3 separate regions of the Mus musculus genome follow, and all the other regions are linked to region 1. Evidence: chromatin contacts called from public promoter capture Hi-C data. All regions are on one chromosome and are shown on one strand. Each heading gives the region's core, a stretch centred on a gene start, on an enhancer-like site or on the middle of the called end of the contact. The rest is flanking DNA. Distances are from core to core; before and after follow the strand shown.

Evidence for each region. Promoter capture Hi-C pulls out the DNA fragments that hold promoters and counts their contacts.
Region 2: a promoter capture Hi-C map of liver shows a contact between it and region 1, with 2.5 times the contacts expected there. The contact joins the promoter of Rasa4 here to the promoter of Cops6 in region 1. A contact is called at or near these places in 2 of 39 promoter capture datasets (liver and pre-B cells).
Region 3: a promoter capture Hi-C map of liver shows a contact between it and region 1, with 4 times the contacts expected there. The contact joins the promoter of Lrwd1 here to the promoter of Cops6 in region 1. A contact is called at or near these places in 2 of 39 promoter capture datasets (liver and pre-B cells), 1 of 484 Hi-C or Micro-C datasets (B cells) and 1 of 9 other capture datasets (pancreatic islet).

Annotation. Positions count from the first base shown.
Region 1 is chr5:138,158,602-138,162,858 of GRCm38.p6, forward strand. It overlaps Cops6 (COP9 signalosome subunit 6), which reads left to right and starts at 2,501. Exons shown (of 10, transcript NM_012002.3): 1 at 2,501-2,581; 2 at 2,774-2,896; 3 at 3,073-3,204; 4 at 3,536-3,624; 5 at 3,721-3,783; 6 at 4,134-4,181. The coding sequence starts at 2,512.
Region 2 is chr5:136,081,380-136,085,636 of GRCm38.p6, forward strand. It overlaps Rasa4 (RAS p21 protein activator 4), which reads left to right and starts at 2,537. Exons shown (of 21, transcript NM_133914.3): 1 at 2,537-2,798. The coding sequence starts at 2,734.
Region 3 is chr5:136,133,774-136,138,030 of GRCm38.p6, forward strand. Lrwd1 (leucine-rich repeats and WD repeat domain containing 1) reads right to left here and starts at 2,301. Exons shown (of 15, transcript NM_027891.4): 1 at 2,099-2,301; 2 at 726-960; 3 at 161-277. The coding sequence starts at 2,178. It overlaps Alkbh4 (alkB homolog 4, lysine demethylase), which reads left to right and starts at 2,372. Exons shown (of 3, transcript NM_001347492.1): 1 at 2,372-2,521. The coding sequence starts at 2,405.

The DNA of each region.
Region 1 (4,257 bases), core at 1,251-3,750:
CTATTCCTGCACAAACATCATGACCAAGAAGTAAGTTGGGGAGGAAAGGGTTTATTCAGCTTACACTTCCACATTGCTGTTCATCACCAAAGGAGGTCAGGACTGGAACTCAAGCAGGTCAGGAAGCAGGAGCCGATGCAGAGGCCATGGAGGGATGTTCTTTACTGGCTTGCTTCTCCTGGCTTGCTCAGCCTGCTCTCTTATAGAACCCAAGACTTCCAGCCCAGAGATGGTCCCACCCACAAGGGGCCTTTCCCCCTTGATCACTAATTGAGAAAATATCCCACAGCTGGATCTCATGGAGGTACTTCCCCAACTGAAGCTCTTTCTCTGTGATAACCCCAGCCTGAGTCAAGTTGACACATAAAATCAGCCAGTACACAGGGTTTCTCTGTGTAGCCCTGGCTGTTCTGGCATTTGGTTTGTAGACCAGGCTGGCCTCAAACTCCAGAGATCTGCCTGCCTCTGCCTCCGGAGTATTAGGACTACAGGTGTGTTCCACCACTGCCTGACTTTTTAATACATTATTAAAATCTGCAAAAAAAAAAAAAAATCATTCCAAGACAGATGAAGGGAACCCAGCTTTCCTTGAGCTCTAGACAGGGGTTGAGTGTTTTAAGAATATTGTTAAATTGCTGTTAGCACTAATGATGACCTTCCCTTCCTTCAGTTTTTCCTCTAATGGAAATCTCTTTAGGTTTATAGTATAAAAACTCCCAAGGTTTATTTTCATGTAACTAACCAAAGACATTGGGAATAGGGCAACTTAACTATCTAATTATCATCTATTGTACCCATCTCTCTCACTGTCCAGGCTGCCCTGAGGAAAAGGACTGTCAGTCTCATAAGTTAGCTAGATGACCCTTAGACTAGCACCAGCAATCTGGGACACACAACAGAAGTCTTGAGACAGCTGTGTAAAGATTGAAGCTGATTTTCCAGTGTATTTGACATAGTTGTTACCAGATATTTTGCTGTCATAGACCCCTATGAAATGTAGATGAACCTGAAAGCATTTCCAGCGTGACAGGAAGGGAGCCCTTTCCCTAGTGGAAGGACTACTGCGAATCAGTGCAAAGCCATGATTGGTCCAAAGCACATACTTCAGTGACTGTGATTAGTAAAAAAAATAAATAAATAAAAATAAAAAGTAGCCCGGGCGGTGGTGGCGCACACCTTTAATCCCAGCACTTGGCAGATTTCTGAGTTCAAGGCCAGCCTGGTCTACAAAGTGAGTTCCAGGACAGCCAGGGCTATACAGAGAAACCCTGTCTCGAAAAACCAAAATAAAAATTTAAAAAAATGGCTGTTATTGGCCCCAAATGAATGATTGTGGACCAAATACTCTTTCTTGGCTATTTAAGCAGGTCGCTTAGCCTTAGTTATTGTCCAAGTAGGAAACGTTTTCTTTTATTTTTATTTTTATTTTTATTTTTTTTATTTTGGAACTCACTCTGTAGACCAGGCTGGCCTCGAACTCAGAAATCCGCCTGCCTCTGCCTCCCAAGTGCTGGGATTAAAGGCGTGTGCCACCATGCTGGGCAAGTAATTGTCTTTTTTTTTTTTTTTTTTTTTTGGTTTTCTTTTTTGTTACAAGTAATTGTCTTAATCACTGTTCTATTGCTGTAAAGAGACACCATGACCAAGGCAACTCTTCCCCTCCCCCCACCTTTTTTTTTTTGTTTGTGCGACAGGGTTTGTTTGTGTAGCTTTGGCTGTGATGGAACTCACTTTGTAGTCCAGGCTGGCCTTGAACTCATGAGGTCTGCCCGCCTCGATTAAAGGCTGTGATTAAAGGCGTGGGCCACAAGCCCTCCCAATAGCAGTTGCTAAGTTGTGTAAAGAGGTTGTCTTGAAACTGAAGAAGCTGAACAATTCAAGAGTAATTACTACTGGGGAGATGGCTCAGGGGATGAAGTGTTAGGACCTGAGTTTAGATCCTCAGTACATCGTTTTAAAAGCTAGGCATGCTGGGTATGGTACACACCTTTAATCTCAGCATTCAGGAAGGAGAGGAAGGCGGATCTCCTAGAAGTCTGCCTAGACGAATAGCAAGTTCCCACCAGCTGGCCAACATTGTAAGACCCTATCTCAACAAACAAGTGATCAAGTCTCTATAGATTATATGCAACATGAAAAATTTTATATCCTGAATAAATTGTCTTCCCCATTCCCTTTTACAGCCTTTCCTCCTTTTGATCGCAATTTTCTCTGTGTTTAGTATTGACAGTGTATCCACTTGAGACCTGGAAACTAATAGCCCTCCTTGGGAGGTAAAGGCAAGAGGATCAAAGTTCAAAGCCATCTTCAGATACACACTACAGAACTCATGGCCAGGCTGGTTTACATGAGAACCGCTAGCAGCAGCACAACACGCAGAGCACCCTGAGCTACTAAGTACTGGCAGCTGCCCCGCCCATTAGCAGCACCAAGTATACACTGAGCATGCACCGCTCCCCGACGGAAGCCGAGAAGGAAAGGGGCGGGCCGTGGCTGGCGGGCGCGGGGAAAATGGCGGCGGCAGCTGCGGCGGGGGCGAATGGGAGCGGAGGCAGCAGCGGCATGGAAGTGGATGCAGCAGGTAACGGGGTGCGCAGACCGACTTCTGGAGTTGCCCTTGAGAAGTGGTCTTGAGTACTTCTTAAACCTGTCCCAGGATAACTTGAGGGCAGCGATGGACGGCCGGGCTCTGCTGGTCCCCTGCTTCCATGTCTAGGGGAAAATGTGTGGGCCCGAGCTCTCAGCCGCTATGTTTTCCTTTCACCTTTAACAGTCCCCAGCGTGATGGCCTCCGGAGTGACTGGGAGTGTTTCCGTCGCTCTTCATCCCCTTGTCATCCTTAACATCTCAGACCATTGGATCCGCATGCGCTCCCAGGAGGGGCGGCCTATGCAGGGTGAGTGTTGTGTGTAAATCTCAAAATCTCTTGGAGATTTCCTCCAGTCACTCCCCTGCGCCCTTTCTTCCAAATTATTGTTTCCCCAGTCGTTGATTCACGCCGACTCGGGAAAGGTTTTCCGAGACGCCTGTTCCTCACCTAGTTTCCTTGCGCTTCTGTTTCTCTCCCCTTAGTGATTGGGGCTCTGATCGGGAAGCAGGAGGGGCGAAATATCGAAGTGATGAACTCCTTTGAGCTGCTGTCCCACACCGTGGAAGAGAAGATTATCATTGACAAAGAATATTATTACACCAAGGAGGAGCAGTGTGAGAGGGGAATAGAAGTGGGTGGGGAAGGAAAAGTGGGAAGATTTTTGTTTTGTTTTGTTTGTCTTAAAGAATAAAAGGCCTGAGGATGTAGGGCAGTGGGGTAAAGTGCATTTCCTAACATTCGGGAAGACCAGAGTTCAATCCTCAGTACCATATAACCCAGGAGATAGAGGCAAGAGGTCAGAAGTTCAAGGTTAGTTAGGTGTAGTTATTTTAAACTGACCCAAAATATGAGGAGGGAGGGGAGAACCGGAAAGAACACACCAGGCCCATCAAACTAAGGAAGAGAGGTTTAAAGGAATATTTACTCTGGCCCCTTCTTCTCCAGTTAAACAGGTTTTCAAGGAGCTGGAGTTTCTGGGTTGGTATACCACAGGGGGGCCACCTGACCCCTCAGACATCCACGTCCATAAGCAGGTATAGAAGCTCAAATATGTGCATGTTGGGGAAATGAACAGAAGGTTAGGGGAAGAGGAGATACTGACTCTTCCTGGGCTTTGCCTTATCTTCTAGGTGTGTGAGATAATTGAGAGTCCGCTCTTTCTGAAGTTGAACCCTATGACCAAGCACACAGATGTGAGTGTTGTTGACCCAATGTCCCCTTTTTCTTGATCATCTGCCACTATGCCTTTGCTCTAATTTACCGACATTATGTGTATTAGAGAAAGCTTGAGTTGAATCTCTACCCTGCTGTTTACACCCATCAGTTGTGTGACTTCATCTCTTCAGTGGTGTTTCCATATGTAATGTGTGTAAAACCTAGAGAAAGCATGAGCCAAGTGTGGTGACAACACTTGTAACCAATCTTAGCACTCAGGAGATTGAGGCAGGATTGTGAGTTCAAAGCCAGCCTGGCATGTGTGTAAGTTCAAGTGCATTTGCTTTTAGTAAGAGCTGTTCTCTTGTCTCCGTCTGTGTTTTTACAGCTTCCTGTCAGCGTTTTTGAGTCTGTCATCGATATAATCAATGGAGAGGTAATATATAACCTGCAACCTTCAAACCTTTTAGCCTGTTTCCTGCATGCCGTGTGCAGGCATAGGACAACCCTGG
Region 2 (4,257 bases), core at 1,287-3,786, 2.1 Mb before region 1:
CACAGGTCTGACCACTGTCCCTGGCTTTCATACCCCATGAGGGACACAGAGTATAGCAGCATCTTGTTCAGCATGGTGAGGAAGGGTCTGTTGTCAGTGTTCACAGTGATGTACCTGCACCACGCTGCTCCTGGCTGTGATCTAGATTTTACTTTTCTGTTCTTTCTGGGCCTGGAATCCGCACTACCAAGCGCTTGGCCACTGGCTGCATCCCTGCCCTCTCACTGGTCTATTGTAGGCAAGTTCCCCGCCACTGAGCCAAACTCTTGGCCCTTTTCTTCCTTTTTATTTTGACAGTATCTCCCTATGCTGCTCAGGTTGGCTTTGAACTTACAATCCTCCTTCTAAGGAGGTGGAATTAAAGGCCTATCTCACCTTTTCCTAACCCCCACCCTTGGCTTAGCCTAGCTTTTTACAGCATTTTATTCTCTCTCTCTCCCTCTCTCCCTCTTTCTCTCTCCCTCTCTCCCCCCCCATCTTCCTCCCCTCCCCCTACCCACCTACCTAACTGTGAGTTTTTATGCATCCCCATGGGATGCCGATTGGATTCCTCTTTGGCTAATAATACAGGAAACACTCACTTTGCCATATTTAAAACCAGGTATGGTGGTGCACACATGTAATTCTGACCACTTGGAAAGTAAAGGGGGACCATAAGTTCAAAGCTTGCTTGCCTTGAGCTCCAGGACAGGACAGGCTACACACAGAGACCCTCTTCCCCAGACAAGCCATCAGTGGACAGGAAGATCACGAACTGCTCCACCAAGTCACTTCTCAGTGATCTTATAATCTTTTTTTTTTAAGATCTATTTATTATATTATATGTAAGTACACTGTAGCTGTCTTCAGACACACCACAAGAGGGCATCAGATCTCATTATGGATGGTTGTGAGCCATCATGTGGTTGCTGGGATTTGAACTCATGACCTTCAGAAGAGCAGTTGGTGCTCTTAACCACTGAGCCATCTCTCCAGCCCGATCTTATAGTCTTTAAGTAACATACAAACAATAATTCCTTGGGGGTACTTTTGGCTATTTTATTTTAGTAGAGAGTGAGATCCCCATCAGAGACTAACAAAGCTTGGTGTTTTTGCCGAGGACCAGAGTTTGGTTCCAAGCACCTACAGTAGGTGGCTCCAATTTCAGGGGGAATCTGATACCCTCTTCTGGCCTCCAGAGGTACTGCATATGTGCACATAGCATAATAAAATCTGGTGGAGTGGTGCTGATGACGCACCCCTTAATTCCCAGCACTTGGAGAGGCAGAGGCGAGGGGAATCTCTGTGAGTTTGAAGTCAGCCTGGTTTATAGAGTTCCAGGACAGTCAGGGTTACTCAAAGAAACCCTGTGTCAAAAAAAAAAAAAAATCTGTATGTATGTCTGTATCCCCAATGGAATCTTATTTTGGGGTAAAGAAGAATAAAATGATGTCACTCGTAGCAGAATTTTTGACCAGGACACTCAAGGACCTAGGTTTGGTCACCAGTATGGGCAGCGATGGCGGGCTGGAATGCAGATCTAGGGCTAGGTAAGTATGGTTCACTTGCTAAACTGCTTTGCAAGCAGAAGAATCACTCGTTCCCAGGACTAATGGATAGCTGGGCATGGTGTTGAACTCTTGTAAAGAACTCCAGAAGTGGGCAAGATGGAGAAAGGTGGATCCTGGAGTCTCACTGGCCAGCCAGTCTAGACTACTGGGGAGGTTTCAAGCCAATGAGAGACCTTGTGTCTTACAAGGTGGGGCAGAGGAGATGGGTCAGTAGAAAGACTCCTGCCCAAGTCTGATAATCTGAATTTGATCCCTGGGACCCATTTGGTGAAAGTAAAGAAAAGATTCTTGCGGGTGTCCTCTGATTTCCACTTGGGACCACAACATGTAAGCCACACCCTAATCAATCAGCCAATAAAAAACAAAAATTTTAAAAAGGTAGCCAGAGCCTGGAGGTGGTGGTGCAGGCTTTTAATCCCAACACTTGGGAGGCAGAGACAAGTGAATCTTTGTATTCGAGCCCAGCCTGGTCTGTAGAGAGAGTTCTAGGACAGCTAGGGCTACACAGAAAAACCCTGTCTCAAAAATAAATAAATAAACAAATAAATAAATGGTGGACGGATCTTGAAGAATGAAATCGGAGGGTGATCTCTGGCCTCTACCTGCACACCTGAACACACACGAAACCACAATACAAACACGCCCCAAACAATCCTGTTTTCCAGATTTGATGTCCTCAAACTTTCCCAACTGCCTGAGTCTTCACATCTTTCCAGGTCTGTCACAGACAAGTTACTCCCAGCGTGCGGCCATTAATGGATTTGCAGCTATGCTGCACACCCAGGTCCCTCCGTGAGCCTGGGCTCTCTCTCTGAGAATCGAGAGCACCAGGAGGGATCCTGGTGGTGGAAGAATCTCCGGGTGCCAGCAGCTACACTTCGGGGCAGGCCCCGCCCGCCCTCCCTTCCAGGTGGCCAATGAGGGACGCAAGCCGCATAGGCCGCGCCCATTCTGGGCATCCAGGACGCTGATTGGTCCTTCCATGCAGTGTCTCCCCGCCCCCGCAGGAGGGGCGGGGAGGGGTGAATGGAGTAGCGGAGATCCCTCAGCCCCAGCGCTCCCCTCTCTGGCCTCCGCACCCGCCTGCCTGCAGCGCCACTCGCACTGTTCCCCCTCCTTACCCCGAGAGGGGACCCATGAGTCCGAACCCCTCCCCGCCAGGCCTCCACGTCGCCGACCCGCAATGGCCAAGCGCAGTTCGCTGTCCATCCGAATCGTAGAAGGGAAAAATCTGCCCGCCAAGGACATGTGAGTAGTGGGTACGGGTGGTGGCCACCCCAACTTTGATGGGATCCCCTTTTATATACTTGACCTTTGCGGGGGGTCCTTAGGGCTTCCCCACAAGGAGAGCAGCGGAGAGGATGTGGCGTGTACAGCCACGGAGGGGGACTGGCTACGAAAATGGGGACAGCGAGATTTGCTGTGAATACCTGACAGAGTGGAGGGGCAAGCTAGAGGCGGAGGGCTAGAGACAAGGGAGGGGCTTCTCCACCTGGGAACAGCAGGAAGCCAGGGCTCATAGGGGGGCAGGAGTTTTAAAAGACTGAAACTGGCACTGGGATGGCATCGCAAGAACTGCCCAGGGTGTGGCTGAAAGGGGCGGAGTGTCCCCCCCTCTCTCTGTAGTTTGGGAGTCCATAACAACCCCAAGAGTTGTCCGCCGGACTTGTTCGCTATTCGCTATTCATTTGGGCAAGGCATGCAGGTGTGAAAAGTGGGGGTGGGGGTGTAGGTCAAGGGGACAGGAGGGATGCATAGAGGCAGGATTTAGAGTCTCCCTTGACTTTGCCGGGCCTCTCCCTTTAATCGCTCCCTGCAAGGCATTTCTCCTCGGACCACTTTACAGATTAGAAAACCGATGCCGACAGACAGGAAATGTTAGCTGGTGGTGTCAAAGCAAGGTCGTGAATCTAGGGCTCCTAAAATGCATTACCGTCCTTCATAAAGCTTCCTCTAATCCATCGCCAGATTTGGGGAGCTTTCGGACACCCCTTTGTCACACTGTTTTTAGTGAGTTCCCGAGGTCAACTGCGTGACTCCTAGAACGTGTCTCGTGGCTTTCTTATGTCCTCATTTGCAAAGATTCAGTTTCCCTTTCTGGACCCAAGTGCTTGAAATCCTAGTGTCGGGGAGAAGCCACGATCATAAAACCGAAGAAAGGGCGGGGCAGAGGCCTAGGGTTCAAAGTGCGCTCCGGGTCCCGGTGGGTTTCCTGGCTACAGAGAACTGAGAATTGGGGAGGTGTGTGTGTGTGTGTGTGTGTGTGTGTGTGTGTGTGTGTGTTCATCTCTCCGGCGGGCAGGCGGGCTCTCCCAGCACTCTCAGTGCCAGGAGCGGTTCCAGTTCAAGGCCCCCTGGGCCTGAAGAGGCCAGCTCAGCAGTTGCCATGGCAATGGGGAGGGAGGAGGGTGGGCTGACTTAAGGTGGGTTTCTGTGCATAAAGGGAGGAGGGGCTCCAGTGGAAATTAGGTCTCTAGGGTGGAGGCTGGTTGAGCCTCCACAGGGGATCTCGGGCCCCAGCTCTCCAGGCCTTCTCAGTCCCCTACACCCTCCCGCAAGCCCTTAGGCCCCCCTCCCTTCCCTGGGCATTGGTAAACCAGGTCATCTTGGCTTCCTCTGGCTGGTGTCTGCTGGGAGGAGCAGCCCCTTCCGTCTGTCACCTCCTCCCCATCCCTGCCAGCAGCTGGCTCTGGCGCCAACCTCCAGA
Region 3 (4,257 bases), core at 1,051-3,550, 2.0 Mb before region 1:
AAACACAGAAAGAAAGGAACAAAAAAAACAGACTCACCACCTCAGACCTGAGGCTGTCTGGGCAAGAATCTCTGTTACACAGCTCCAAAACTCCACTTCTGTCCCACTCAGTACCCAATTGCTATGACCAAGGACCCCACCCCCACGCCATCATCCTTACCCTGTCCATCAGCTCCCGATCTAGATTCTCCACCTGTGAGCAGGTGGAGGCCGTGTCCTTGCCATTCACCTTACGAAGCTTGGGCAGGAGAAAGGAGACTTTGAGGTTGTCACTGACCTAACGGAAGAAGAGATAACAGAAAGCCAGGAAGGAGTAAGGACGCATGCCTGGAATCTCAACGTTTGGGAGAGTACGGTAGGGACGTTTCAAGTTTGATGTTGGTCTGGGTTACAGAGCAAGACTCTTTGCCTCAAACAAGCAAAACAACAAAAACCCAAACGGAGTGGGTATGTAGCTCAGGGGGCAGACTGCCTGCTTAGCAAGCACAAAGCCCAGAGTTTGGTCCCCAGCACCGCATAACTGGGCTTTGTGGAACATGGTCAGAACTCAGGAGGTCAGAGGCAGGAGGAGCAGAAATTTAAGGCTATTTGCGGACCCACAGTTAATTTGAAACCAGCCTGTGCTACATCGGACCCAGTCTCAAAACAAAACGGAAACGGGGGGGGGGGGGGCGGGGGGGGGAATGGAGCCTGAGTCTGCCCCACAGAGTCCTGGTCCCTCTCACCGTCAGGAAGGGGTTGCCTTCCAGATTGAGCTCCTCAAGTTCTGGGAACTGGTGCAAGGCAGTGACATCCCCGAGCTGGTTGTTGGTACAGCGAAGGATGCGCAGATGGGACAGGCCCAGGTTAGCAGGCAGCGTCTCCAGCAAGTTGTTAGAGAGGTCAAGTTCCCTCAGCTTCTTCAGGCGCCCCAGGAGATTGGGATCCAAGTGCTCTGAGAGCAGCTGCAGCCCCGACAGACTGGGGTGAGGGCAGAGAGCAAGAGAGCTGAGGGAGCGGGCCAGACCCTCCCATTAATTACCCCATCTGTCCCAGAGGGATTTCCACCAACAAAGTTCTTGTGCAAGCATGAAGCTTGCTTTAGACTTGGCTAGCCTGAACTATGTAGACTAGGTTGGCCGCAAAACTCAAGAGATCCCATCCTACACAACTCATTGCGTAGTCCAGGAAAGCCTTGAACTTAACTCTCCTCCCCCTACCCACGTGCTGAGATGACAGGCATGTGCCACCCCTTGGGAGCTGTTCAGGTGTTGATAGGGATGGAACCCTAGGGATACTCAGGCTCTGTGCATGTCTAGTAAGCAATGTAGCAACTGAGCTATGCCAACTGTTCTAGCCTTCTCACTTCCTAACTTACCTTTCTATGTATTACAGAGTGTCTATGTATCTGTGTGTGGTGTGTGGATAGGAATGGGCACAATCAAAGCGTGATTAAGGGGGTCATGGTTTTAGGGAGCTGCTTTGCTCCACTGTCTGGGCCCAAGGGATTGAATTCAGGCTTGATGACAGACAGGCACCTTTATCTGCAGATCATTTCTGTGGCCCATCTTCCCTCCCTTAAAGAGTACTTTGTTGCCGGGCAGTGGTGGCACACGCACGCCTTTAATCCCAGCACTTGTGAGGCAGAGGCAGGTGGATTTCTGAGTTCGAAGCCAGCCTGGTCTACAGAGTGAGTTCCAGGACAGCCAGGGCTACACAGAGAAACCCTGTCTCAAAAACAAACAGGCAAGCAAACAAACAAAACAAAATGACTTTAGAGCCCAAGACTTCCAAGTTCCTTCTTGTTTTTACTAGTTCCTGCTAGCCCGTTCCGTGCTACACAGGATCCCTCAACATCCCTTAGTATCTCATCAGTCTTTCCACTCCGCGCAAGGCTAAGGGCGTTCGCTCCAAGTTTATCTGACGCCGGGCGTTGGCTGCCAATCTCCCACATCTCCGTTTGGCGCGAGATTCGACTGGGGCTCGAATCCCGGATAACAGAATAACCCGGGCAGGAGGAGGAGACGGAGGGGTCTGAGCCTTGCATTCCGCCCATCAAACCACCCTGGCGGGGAAGAACCCCACGCCCCGGATCCGCTTCAACCCCACATGCTCTTACTTCAAACTCTGAATCTTCCCCAGCTTATCCGTCTTGGGTCGCCCACGTTGCAGGAGCAGTTGCGGCGTGAGAGGAGCCATGGGTGGCCGAGGGCTCAACCGAACCCGCGCCTCCACGAAGTCCGGTCGCTAAGGCCCGCTGCCGGGGAGCCCAGGAGGTGGCGCACAACAAACCCTTTGCGAGTCCGTTGCGACCGGAAGGAAGTAGAACGCCAGCCTTACGCCCCACCTCCTGCTTCTGCGATGACTACAACTCCCAGCGGCCCCTGCGTCTCGCGCCTGCGCTCTTAACTGATCGGAGGACGCGATGGCGGCGGCGGCTGAAGTTTCTCTTTTGCAGGAGTGCGGCTGTAAGGGCATCCGGACCTGTCTTATCTGCGAGAGACAACGCCACAGGGACCCGCCCTGGCAGATCTGCCTTCAGGTACGGACTAGGAAAAGAGTCATAGCCAGAAAATCTATTCATCTTAATGGGAAACTAAGGCCCAGCTTGCCTGTAAAACAGCCAAGGACCAAAGCCTCGCGGTAGGTGAGTTGTTTGGAGCGCTTATATCTTCAATATTCACAAAACCCAAAAGGTGGACCAAGTGCCATCGGCTGATTAATGGAAGGGCGGGGAAATGCTGGTGCACGCCGAGATCTCTGCATTTGAAAGGCAGAGAGGCTGGAGAACGGACCTCAGCCGCCCAGCAGGTTTTAGGAGTTACCTTGGCAGTAGGGAAGCGGCTGTCACACATCATCTCTGTGACTTTGGGGGGTGAGGGGTGGGGGTGGGGGGCAGTGGTAAATAACTTGGACTGAACGGGTCTGGTTTTGAGTGAGCTTCCGGAGCACAAGGGAGACTGCATGGAAATGGTAGGGAGTGCTGAACACTAGGCCGCCTGTATTAGACAGGGAATGAGCGACTTAAGACAGCACAGGCAGCCGGGCAGTGGTGGCGCATGCCTTTAATCCCAGCACTCGGGAGACAAGAGGCAGGTGGAATTCCGAGTTCGAGGCCAGCCTGGTCTACAGAGTGAGTTCCAGGACAGCCAGGACTACACTACAGAGAAACCTGTCTCCAAAACAGGCTTTGATTTGGGGGAAATTTTTTTGGGAAAACAAACCTGTATGAATCAGCTTTACAGCCGGGCAGTGGTGGTGCATGCCATTAGACTTAGCACTTGGGATGCAGAGGCAGGCAGATCTCTGTGAGTCCCAGGCTAGCCTGATCTACATAGGGAGTTCCAGGAAAGCCCATCTTGAAAAACAAAAACAAATCTGTCTTACAAGATACTAATAGGATCAGGAGTCAGGTAGGCCAGGAAGAATGTTAAAATGTTTCCCTTCTAGCTCTCTGTTGACCAGGCTAACACCTTCCATCAAAATGGGCAATGGATGGATGAATGAATGAATGAATGAATGAAAAATAACTTCAGAGCATTTGTATGGCCCTGGCAGTGCTGTAGCAAGTTGCTGGGATGCATAGCCAGGGGAATGCTTGAGTAGAGGCCTGAGATAGGAGCTGTGGGTGGCTGAGGCGACAGACACTTAAAGAGATCAAAGGGGCCTGAGCCAAGTTTTTTGTTTTAGTTATTTTCTTTAGTTAGAGGCCCCAGGGCGCCCCCTCCATAAGCTAAGATTGCAAGCATATGTCACTATGTCTGGATCATGGCAGCATTCAGAGTGACCAAACACCCAAGTGTTTATTATATCAACTGGTGAACTGAAGAGTGGGCAGTGTTGGTGCTGGCTTGAGGGAGGTCAAAGATATCTACATAGCAAGTTTCAAACCAGACTAAATAAAAGCCTGTCTCGACAGGAAAGAAAGAGGCAAACCATAAACTAATAAGAGATTTTTAAAAATCTCGGATATCCATGCAGTAGATATAACCTTAGAAAGGAAGGAAATTCTGACGCGAGTTCCATATGGATTCACCTTGAAGATGTGCTGCTAAAAGAAGGAAGCCAGTCTCTAGCTGGAGGCGTGGTCTGGAGATAGTGCACCTGCCTAGCACCGCCCAGGCTGGAGAGATGGCTCTACACTTAAGAACACTGACTGCTTCGGGCGTGCTGGCGCAGGCCTTTAATCCCAGCACTCGGGAGGCAGAGGCAGGCGGATTTCTGAGTTCGAGGCCAGCCTGGTCTACAGAGTGAGTTCCAGGACAGCCAGGGCTACAC